3 separate regions of the Sus scrofa genome follow, and all the other regions are linked to region 1. A link is a contact called in public Hi-C data. All regions are on one chromosome and are shown on one strand. Each heading gives the region's core, a stretch centred on a gene start, on an enhancer-like site or on the middle of the called end of the contact. The rest is flanking DNA. Distances are from core to core; before and after follow the strand shown. Region 1 holds the start of BMT2 (probable methyltransferase BMT2 homolog). Region 2 holds the start of IFRD1 (interferon related developmental regulator 1). Region 3 holds the start of LSMEM1 (leucine-rich single-pass membrane protein 1).

Evidence for each region. A called contact is a pair of places that touch in the nucleus more often than the background predicts.
Region 2: a Hi-C map of skeletal muscle shows a contact between it and region 1, with 3 times the contacts expected there. The contact joins the promoter of IFRD1 here to the promoter of BMT2 in region 1. A contact is called at or near these places in 2 of 47 Hi-C or Micro-C datasets (heart right ventricle and skeletal muscle) and 2 of 2 datasets of contacts at active chromatin or transcription factors (alveolar macrophages and skeletal muscle).
Region 3: a Hi-C map of skeletal muscle shows a contact between it and region 1, with 5 times the contacts expected there. The contact joins the promoter of LSMEM1 here to the promoter of BMT2 in region 1. A contact is called at or near these places in 2 of 47 Hi-C or Micro-C datasets (both in skeletal muscle) and 1 of 2 datasets of contacts at active chromatin or transcription factors (skeletal muscle).

Annotation. Positions count from the first base shown.
Region 1 is chr18:32,797,017-32,799,537 of Sscrofa11.1, forward strand. BMT2 (probable methyltransferase BMT2 homolog) reads left to right here and starts at 1,262. Exons shown (of 5, transcript XM_021079235.1): 1 at 1,262-1,518. The coding sequence starts at 1,359.
Region 2 is chr18:33,219,711-33,222,231 of Sscrofa11.1, forward strand. It overlaps IFRD1 (interferon related developmental regulator 1), which reads right to left and starts at 1,261. Exons shown (of 12, transcript NM_001007519.1): 1 at 972-1,261. The coding sequence starts at 1,062.
Region 3 is chr18:33,189,649-33,192,169 of Sscrofa11.1, forward strand. It overlaps LSMEM1 (leucine-rich single-pass membrane protein 1), which reads right to left and starts at 1,262. Exons shown (of 3, transcript XM_003134769.5): 1 at 995-1,262. The coding sequence starts at 1,121. LOC106506809 (a long non-coding RNA gene) reads left to right here and starts at 2,266. Exons shown (of 3, transcript XR_002340212.1): 1 at 2,266-2,521.

The DNA.
Region 1 (2,521 bases), core at 12-2,511:
GCGTTTAATTTCTCTTCATAATTACAATTAGTTCTTATGAAGTTTATTTGTGTCTGATCTGCTTCTTCATTGGGCAGGTAGGGACACATCTTCCATCTTAAATTTCACCAATTTCTCCCTTTACTTCCTCCCTGTTATTCCCCCTATGTTCTGGAGAGTTATAAACTCTGGAGAGTTGAAAACTACAACCTAGCACAATTCATTAAGGGCTCTCAGCCGGTTGAATCTCTGACACTCCAGCAGCCCAAGTACCACTTTCCAAGCTAATGCAGTCTTTTCTTTGGAAAAGAGCTTTCCACCTTTCTGGGACAGAAGTTTGTAACCACATTCCCCATAAGCTTCCCATGAAATCAGGAGTTAAGGAGGTAGAACAAGTTGCCAAACCCCCTAGGCACACTCCGCATAGATTAACCCACCAAATTAAAGGGTGGGAGGTCATCCAGGTCATCTTTAAATAAAACTGTTTCAAGTTCTGTTGCGAATTAGACCAAAGCAGTCTTTCTCTGACACCCGGGAGGACCACCATAAAAGTTCTTGAGTGCATCTGTTGTGGATTCTTAACTACCCATTCTCCCTTTTCCACCATCTTCTATTGTTTTTCTTGACCCTCTCCTTTCTCCAATTTCTATGTCTTTTGCTCAGCACTGGAACTAGAGGCATTAACCACTGCTGGCCCGTGAATTAAACCAGTACTTGTTAGCTAGACCTCTTCTTGCACCTAACAAAGCATCCATGCCTGGGTTCCTTAAAGTACAAAATTCCAGTGCTGCCTTCATTTCTAAAGCCCTTCTCAGCGCTATGCAGCTAAAGGGAACCTACAACTGACCAGGTGCAGCGGGAGCTCAGGTAGAGGACCCTGATCACATCATGCCAGAATATAACTCGCAGGAAGGGTAATGGCTGAAAAATGTGAAAGAGCTGGGCGGGAGAACAAAATCCAACCTAAGCAAACTCAGACGCGCAAGCGCGTGGCTCACAGCGCGTCTCCCGTGGCTTCACCACAGCGCCTGCGCACAGGATCCCAGGAGCGGCGGGGAAAGGAGAGAAGCGTCTGGCCTAGTGCCACCGCCTCGACAACGTAGCCTGCAAGCCCCGCCTCCTCCAGCTGCTCGCCTTCCCAAACAAGCGGGTGCGCCCCTAGCGCTCTCTGTCCATTGGCCCTTGGCCTTTTCCGTTTCCGCCCAGCCCTCCAGAGTTCGCCAATCAGCTTGGGTGTTTGAGCAAGGGTCCACCTCCAAGGCCGTCGCTCCGCCTCCGCTGCCTCCTCCCGCTGCTGCCTCCGCTGCTGCCTCCTCCTTCCCCACCTCCTCCGTCAGGCGGGCGTCCGCGGGGGCCCGAGGGGCGGCGGCGGCAGCGATATGGAGCCGGGGGCCGGCGGCCGAAGCGCTGCTCGCGGGCACGGGGCCGGGCCCCTAAGCACCCCGCCGCCCCGGGAGCAAGAGCGGAAGCTGGAGCAGGAGAAGCTCTCCGGGGTGGTGAAGAGCGTCCACCGGCGGCTCCGCAAGAAGTACCGGGAAGGTAAACAGCGAGCTGAGCGGGGGGGAAGCGGCGGCCTCGTCGCCCCCAGCCCCTTGTCAACCTCTCCCCTCCCCCCCCCCCCGAGGCCACCATTACAACCTGAAGGAGCTGCACGTCAGCCCCTGCCAGGGCCGCTCACCCAGGCCTGGACGCCCCCTTCTTGGTCGAGTCCTCTGTAGGCGTCAGGCGCGCTCCTCCCGCCCCCTTTTCTTCGAGGGCCCTTCAGGAGCGTTCCAGGCCTTTGGAGGAGCCGAGTCCCCACCTCCTCCCATCCCTGTCCCCAGCTGGGGTGCTGAGATTGTTGTCACCACACATACAACACATAGACCCTCACCCAGGAGGTGGAGGTCTCTTGTTGCAAGAGACCTGAAGCTGAAACACGAAGGCAGGTAGAATCCATTCGAGAAAGACGGACTGAAAGAAGCACTCCCTCGCATTTGACCTGCCTGTTTGATTTGCTGCCCCGTCAGACCCCCTACCTAGTACCTCATTCCAGCGGGTTTAGCCCGGGCAAGAGCTTCCTCGCTTTGGCTTCCAGGGCTGCCAAGTCAGCAGGCCTTTTAGCTGACTGGACTTCACCTTGTTAAAAGGGGGAGGGGCTCCATCCTTGCCCCCCTCCCCCATTCTTCAAATTCTGGATCTTATTATTCAGGTGGGAGAGGAAGAGATCTGGGTCAGGTGCTCGAAATACTGTTTATTTTCGAATGGTCTGTGTAACTACTAACTCTCCTAAGGGGACAGATTCCGGTTGCCATTGCTGGGGACCTCTCTTATGGAAGATCTTGAGCAAAAGAAGAAGCTGTAGTAGCTTTTCGTTGGGCCTGAGGAGTGTTTATAGTTGGGATCTACAGGTATCCTTAGTATTTTAAAATGTAGGCTTTTTTTACAGAGCTTTTTTTAATAGGAAATCGACAGTGAAAATTCTCAAATTTTTTATGTGCTCAGTAGATATTTCTTCTAAGGATCAAAATGAGGAATAACTTTCTTTTTTGCACTGGCTTTA
Region 2 (2,521 bases), core at 11-2,510, 420 kb after region 1:
TAAATGAGATGACTTTTACCCAGTTTAACACTAGTTTTTAGTACGGTGTCTCGTAGGAATTTCTGCTTTCAGTCCGTTGTTCTTAACCGTACAGTGAGGAATAATGTATCATTAATTCAGGTAAGCACCTACCCATCCGGGAAAAGCTTCAGCTTTGCAAAGAGAAGACAAAAACCTAAACTTTTGGCCAACTGCAATCTGAGCTCTCCACCCCCCAACCCCCCACCCCCGCCTAACACGGGCTCCCAGCAGAGAACCTAGAGAATACTGCACAAAGGAGGACGAGGTTTCGGCTCAGGGAAGCAAGAGGTCACCTCGACTGGTCACAGAAGAGCTGGGGGCTCGGGGTCAGGGAGGGGTAGGAGCAGAGCCTAAGCTGGGACAGTGGCCCCCAGCATCCGACATCTCCGCCGGGCCACGTGGACACGCGGGATGAGCAAGAAGGCAGCGGAACGGGATGCCACACGGGCGCCTACACGTCACGCCTGCCCTACCGCGCAAGGCCCAGGCCGCGTGACGCAAGAGCCGGTCCAAACCCGCCGGACGTTTGGCATTCCCGAGAACTCCATGTTGGAGCCGGGTAGTCAAAAACGACCAGTGACAGCAGGACACAACTCCGAGCTTGGCCCCCTCCGTCTGGGAGTGATCTAGAGAACAGACACCAGCCTTTGAGAACAGTTCCCAGCTCCCGGTCACCCTCGACCCTGACCCACTCTCAATCCCAAGGACCCATTCGTCCCCTCCCTGCCCCCAAGGCGGGTGCCCAAGAATTCGGGTCGCACGCCAGATCCAAATCGCGCGAGGTACGGCCCTCGGGGCACACTGGGAAGTGTAGTTCCCCCGGCACGCCAGGCGCCCCGCCGACGCAAACGTCTAGAGGAAAAGAACTACAACTCCCACGGGGCCCAAGACTAAGAGACTCGCTAGCCCGGCCGGCAACTGGGATGCCGGTGGCGGGGATACCCTCCTACCTGCCGTCGCCGCCGTCGTTGCGGCTGCCCCTGAGCCGCCGCCACCACTGCCACCACGGTGGGGTGTGTTCCGCTTCTTATTCTTCGGCATCGTGGGACGCCCGGTGCCGCCTAAACTCGGAGCTTAGCGAGGATCAGCCAATGGAGCTGCACTTTTTACTCGTGCGTCTGTGCGGCGGGCGGCTGAGAGGCGATTCTTCGGCTAACAACAGAGGCGAGAAGCGGCGCGGGTAAGAGTGGGCGGTGGCGGCAGCAGAAATCCCCGTGAAGAGCTGTGATCGGAAACGATACATGTTTCTCTCTAGCGCAGGAGCTAAGGCGGGGCGGTCGCGGCCACGACGCCTTAAGTACAAGACAGCTGCCTGTCGTCACCATATATGGGCGGGACTCGAACTCTCACTAGCCAATCCCTATAGATCCCCCCACCGAAGTCTACTTCGGGCGGCCGAAGGATGTTGACTACCGATCCCATGCCACAAGTCTTCCAGCGGCGCCCAGGGAGCCAGGCTTAGTTGCCGCTCTGAAGTCTGGGAAATGTGGTCTCACGGGGGAGCCGGCTCCCAGCTCCTCCCAACTGGCTTTTGTACGCACTTCCCTTCCCGTAACCCCTCCCTTCTCTCCCCGCAGCCCCGCCTTGGAATTGACGAAGGTGGTCATGGATGGTGAGCAATGCCGCGGGTATGCTGGATGACGACAGCCCGCTTCCAACTGGGAGCTAAGCAATCCGCGTGGCTGGTCTGTCTCCAGAGGATCGTGTTCTTCTCCTTCACCTTTCCCCTACTTGCCTGCGTCCTCTGCCCCGGCACAGCCATACCCCCTCCTTAGGAATGTTCCCATGGTTTTAGTCTTTTAATTATTAGTTTAGCGATCATCAGTATCTACCATTGAATTGTGGTTCAGGGCTCTTGTGCCCCCCAAACCTTCAGAAAGGTGTGCTTTAATCTACTTAGTCGTGTAGTTCGTGTGTTTCGTCTATTCTGCACCGGAAAGATCTGGCGATTCAGGTTTCTGTACAAGAATGTGTCCTTTTGACAATTCTGCCTGCCAGTTAGGAGGTCAGCCTGGGATAAGAATTGGGTTTGGGTAACTTAACAGCTGATAAAACAAACATGGGCTATGAATACCAATAATCGCAGTGTTTTTTATTTTCCCAGGTGCTCCTAAGAGTTCTGTCTTCCTTGTTGCATTCGTCAGGTATCTAGGACCTGTTATTAAGCTCATATCCTTATGACAGACCATAGTGACTGATTCACCTCAGTGTAGGTGATTCATCCCCCACTCCACCTCTCTCCTGAGCTCCTTCTCTTATTTTCTTTTCAATTGCATTGTAGCACATTTACACCTGCATGTTCCATATGCACCTCAATCCACCATCTCTAATACTGTATTTCTCTCTTCCTGCCTTCCTTGTGTATGTTCACAGTACTACTATCTTCCCATATGTCCAGATTCAAAGACTCAAATTCATACATGGTTTCCCTAAAACCATCAGTATTACCATAAAACTCTGAAGTTCATGTGCTCTTTTCCAGTCACACATGACCTCAGCT
Region 3 (2,521 bases), core at 12-2,511, 390 kb after region 1:
CGAGTTGCTGTGGCTGTGGCATAGGCCGGCAGCTATAATTCTGATTGGACCCCAAGCCTGGGAACCTCCATATACCTCTGGTGCAGCCCTAGAAAAGACAAAAAGACCAAAAAAAAAAATTATTTAGAAGGGGAATAATAGATATAAATTGAGAGAGTAAGAGTTTAAGAGTGTACGCGAAACAAACCAAGGGGGCATTTATCACCTGTGCTGGAAAGTCAGCACTGAAGCTAGAAAAGATGGGGTTCTAATAATCTTAGAACTCATTTGTAATACTTAAGGGACAAGACATACATTTATAGTTTGTTGGGTTTTGGGGGGGCGGGAGCACGCCCACAGCATGCAAGCATTCCAGAGATCAAACTTGAGCCACAGCAGTGACAATGCTAAATCTTTAAACACTAAGCCACAAGGGAACTCCCACATTAAGTTATTTGGTACTTAACAGATTTTCATTTTAGTCTCCCCCTCTTTTTTCTAATACTTTAATTGGGGCAATCTTCGAATTAAAAAAAAAAAAAAAAGTTGACTCTTTTGCCCAAAAAACTAATGATTTTTTCAAAAACTAGGTAAACGCGTGGAACATTTTCTCAGCAATCCGCTCCGAGTAAGACCTCTCTAGGAAAGCGGGCACCACAGGTGACCTGCCTGTGGTCACTAGAAGGCACGAAAGCAGCCAGGAGGATGAGTGAGCCTCTGGGGGCCCATCTCGGGAGCCTCCACCCCTTTCCAGGGGGAGAAAGGCCACAGGGACTTTTCGGGACTTTTGCAGACAAGAGTTCAAATCTTGCCAAGAGCCAAGAAAGCCCATAAGCCTGGCAAGCATTCAGAAAACAAAAGCACAAATTGCCTAATACGAAACAGCATTTCTAACGCGGAGCCGTCCTAATGCCCACCCAGCCCCCACCACGCCCACAGGTCTGGCTGGACGGTGGCTATTTTTAGGTGGCCTAGAAGCCAGGACGGGCCGCCAAGCCTGGGAGGGCTCACGTACGGAACAGATGCTGCGATCCGGCAGGACAGAGGTTTAGTCTGTTTAGGTCATTTATGGAATCCACAACGTAAAGCTTTCTTTCTTCAGGAAGGCCGCGAGAGCCGGTGTCCTGGGAAGAACGATTCATTGTCCCCGGAAGAAAACGCGGACCTTAAACGCAGGACGCTGGGCTGGGGAGCTGGACTTGGCCAGGATCACAGCCCACAGGAAGCTGGGCAGGCACTTGAAGAACCACCCACACGAATTACTTCCCAATGAAGGGCCAGAAAAGCTTTGCTTGTCCAAAAGAAAATACTCCCTTGTGGGGGCAACTCTTGTTTTTGCTTTGCTTGCCAGGAAGCTCAGCGTCTGCCGTGGGCCCCATTTTAATGCTTTAATACTCTGCTTACATGCATATGTGCTTTCCTCTTCAGATTTCTCACTTCTGCCTATATTTCCCTTGGGTCTCTTTTTTAATTTTGTAATTGACTTTTCAATATTTCTCTTTTATCACATTGTTCATACGCTAGTGAGATGCCTCAAATCTTGTGTGCAAGACGACTATGCATAAACACCCAGAAAGACAAAATTAAGTGAGGCAGCCTGTGGCCATAAAGATGCTGAGGGGAGAAAATATTACTGAGAACCGTTCTAACTGATGAGGCTTTAATACAAAACTGTACTTTTGTGCAGTATAAAGGTCTAGAAGCCAGTGACTTATGTTAAGGTGGAACACATAAAATATTTTATTTAGGGTTTAAATCTTCCTATTTCCAAAAGAATTGGAGGCAGTTAATAGTACACTGACAAATAAAATTGAGGTAAAGAGCCTCATGTGATATCTAGATCTTAGTAAAAGCAATGTAATAAACTTCATACCTGCCTTTAATGTGACAACACACTATTTATTTACTTCCTTTAACATTTTTAAAATTTCCTTTAATACACAGCTACAGAATAAACAGAAATATGACCAGAGTTAGGAGAAACCAAATACAGAAATAAAAAAATAAGAACACCTATAGAAGATCTGAAAAAAAAAAAATCAGCCATTTACTAAACAGACTAAACTGCACTCTAAAATATTAAAACTCAGGAGTTCCCATTGTGGCTAAGCAGTTAACGAATCTGACTAGCATCCATGAGGACGCAGGTTCGATTCCGGGTCTTGTTCAGTGGGTTAAGGATCCAGTGTTGCAGTGAGCTGTGGTATAGGTCGAAATCAGGACTGGGATCCCGAGTTGCTGTGGCTGTGGTGTAGACTGACAGCTACAGTTCCCATTCAGCCCCTAGCCTGGGAACTTCCATATGCCATGGGTGCAGCCCTAAAAAGACAATAAATAAACAAACAAACAAATAAAATCTTGAAACTCAGCAATTTCCCAGTAAAACCTAAAACCTACTAGCATGTGTAAAAAATATGCTTCCAGAACCCTAAGAAAATGTGAGTTCAAAAAGTAATGAACTAGTTAATTTTTTTCAAAGTTAAAAAAAAAATTTTAAAGGGTGTTTCAGTTCTTCAGAAATTTTAATTAACAAGAACACATC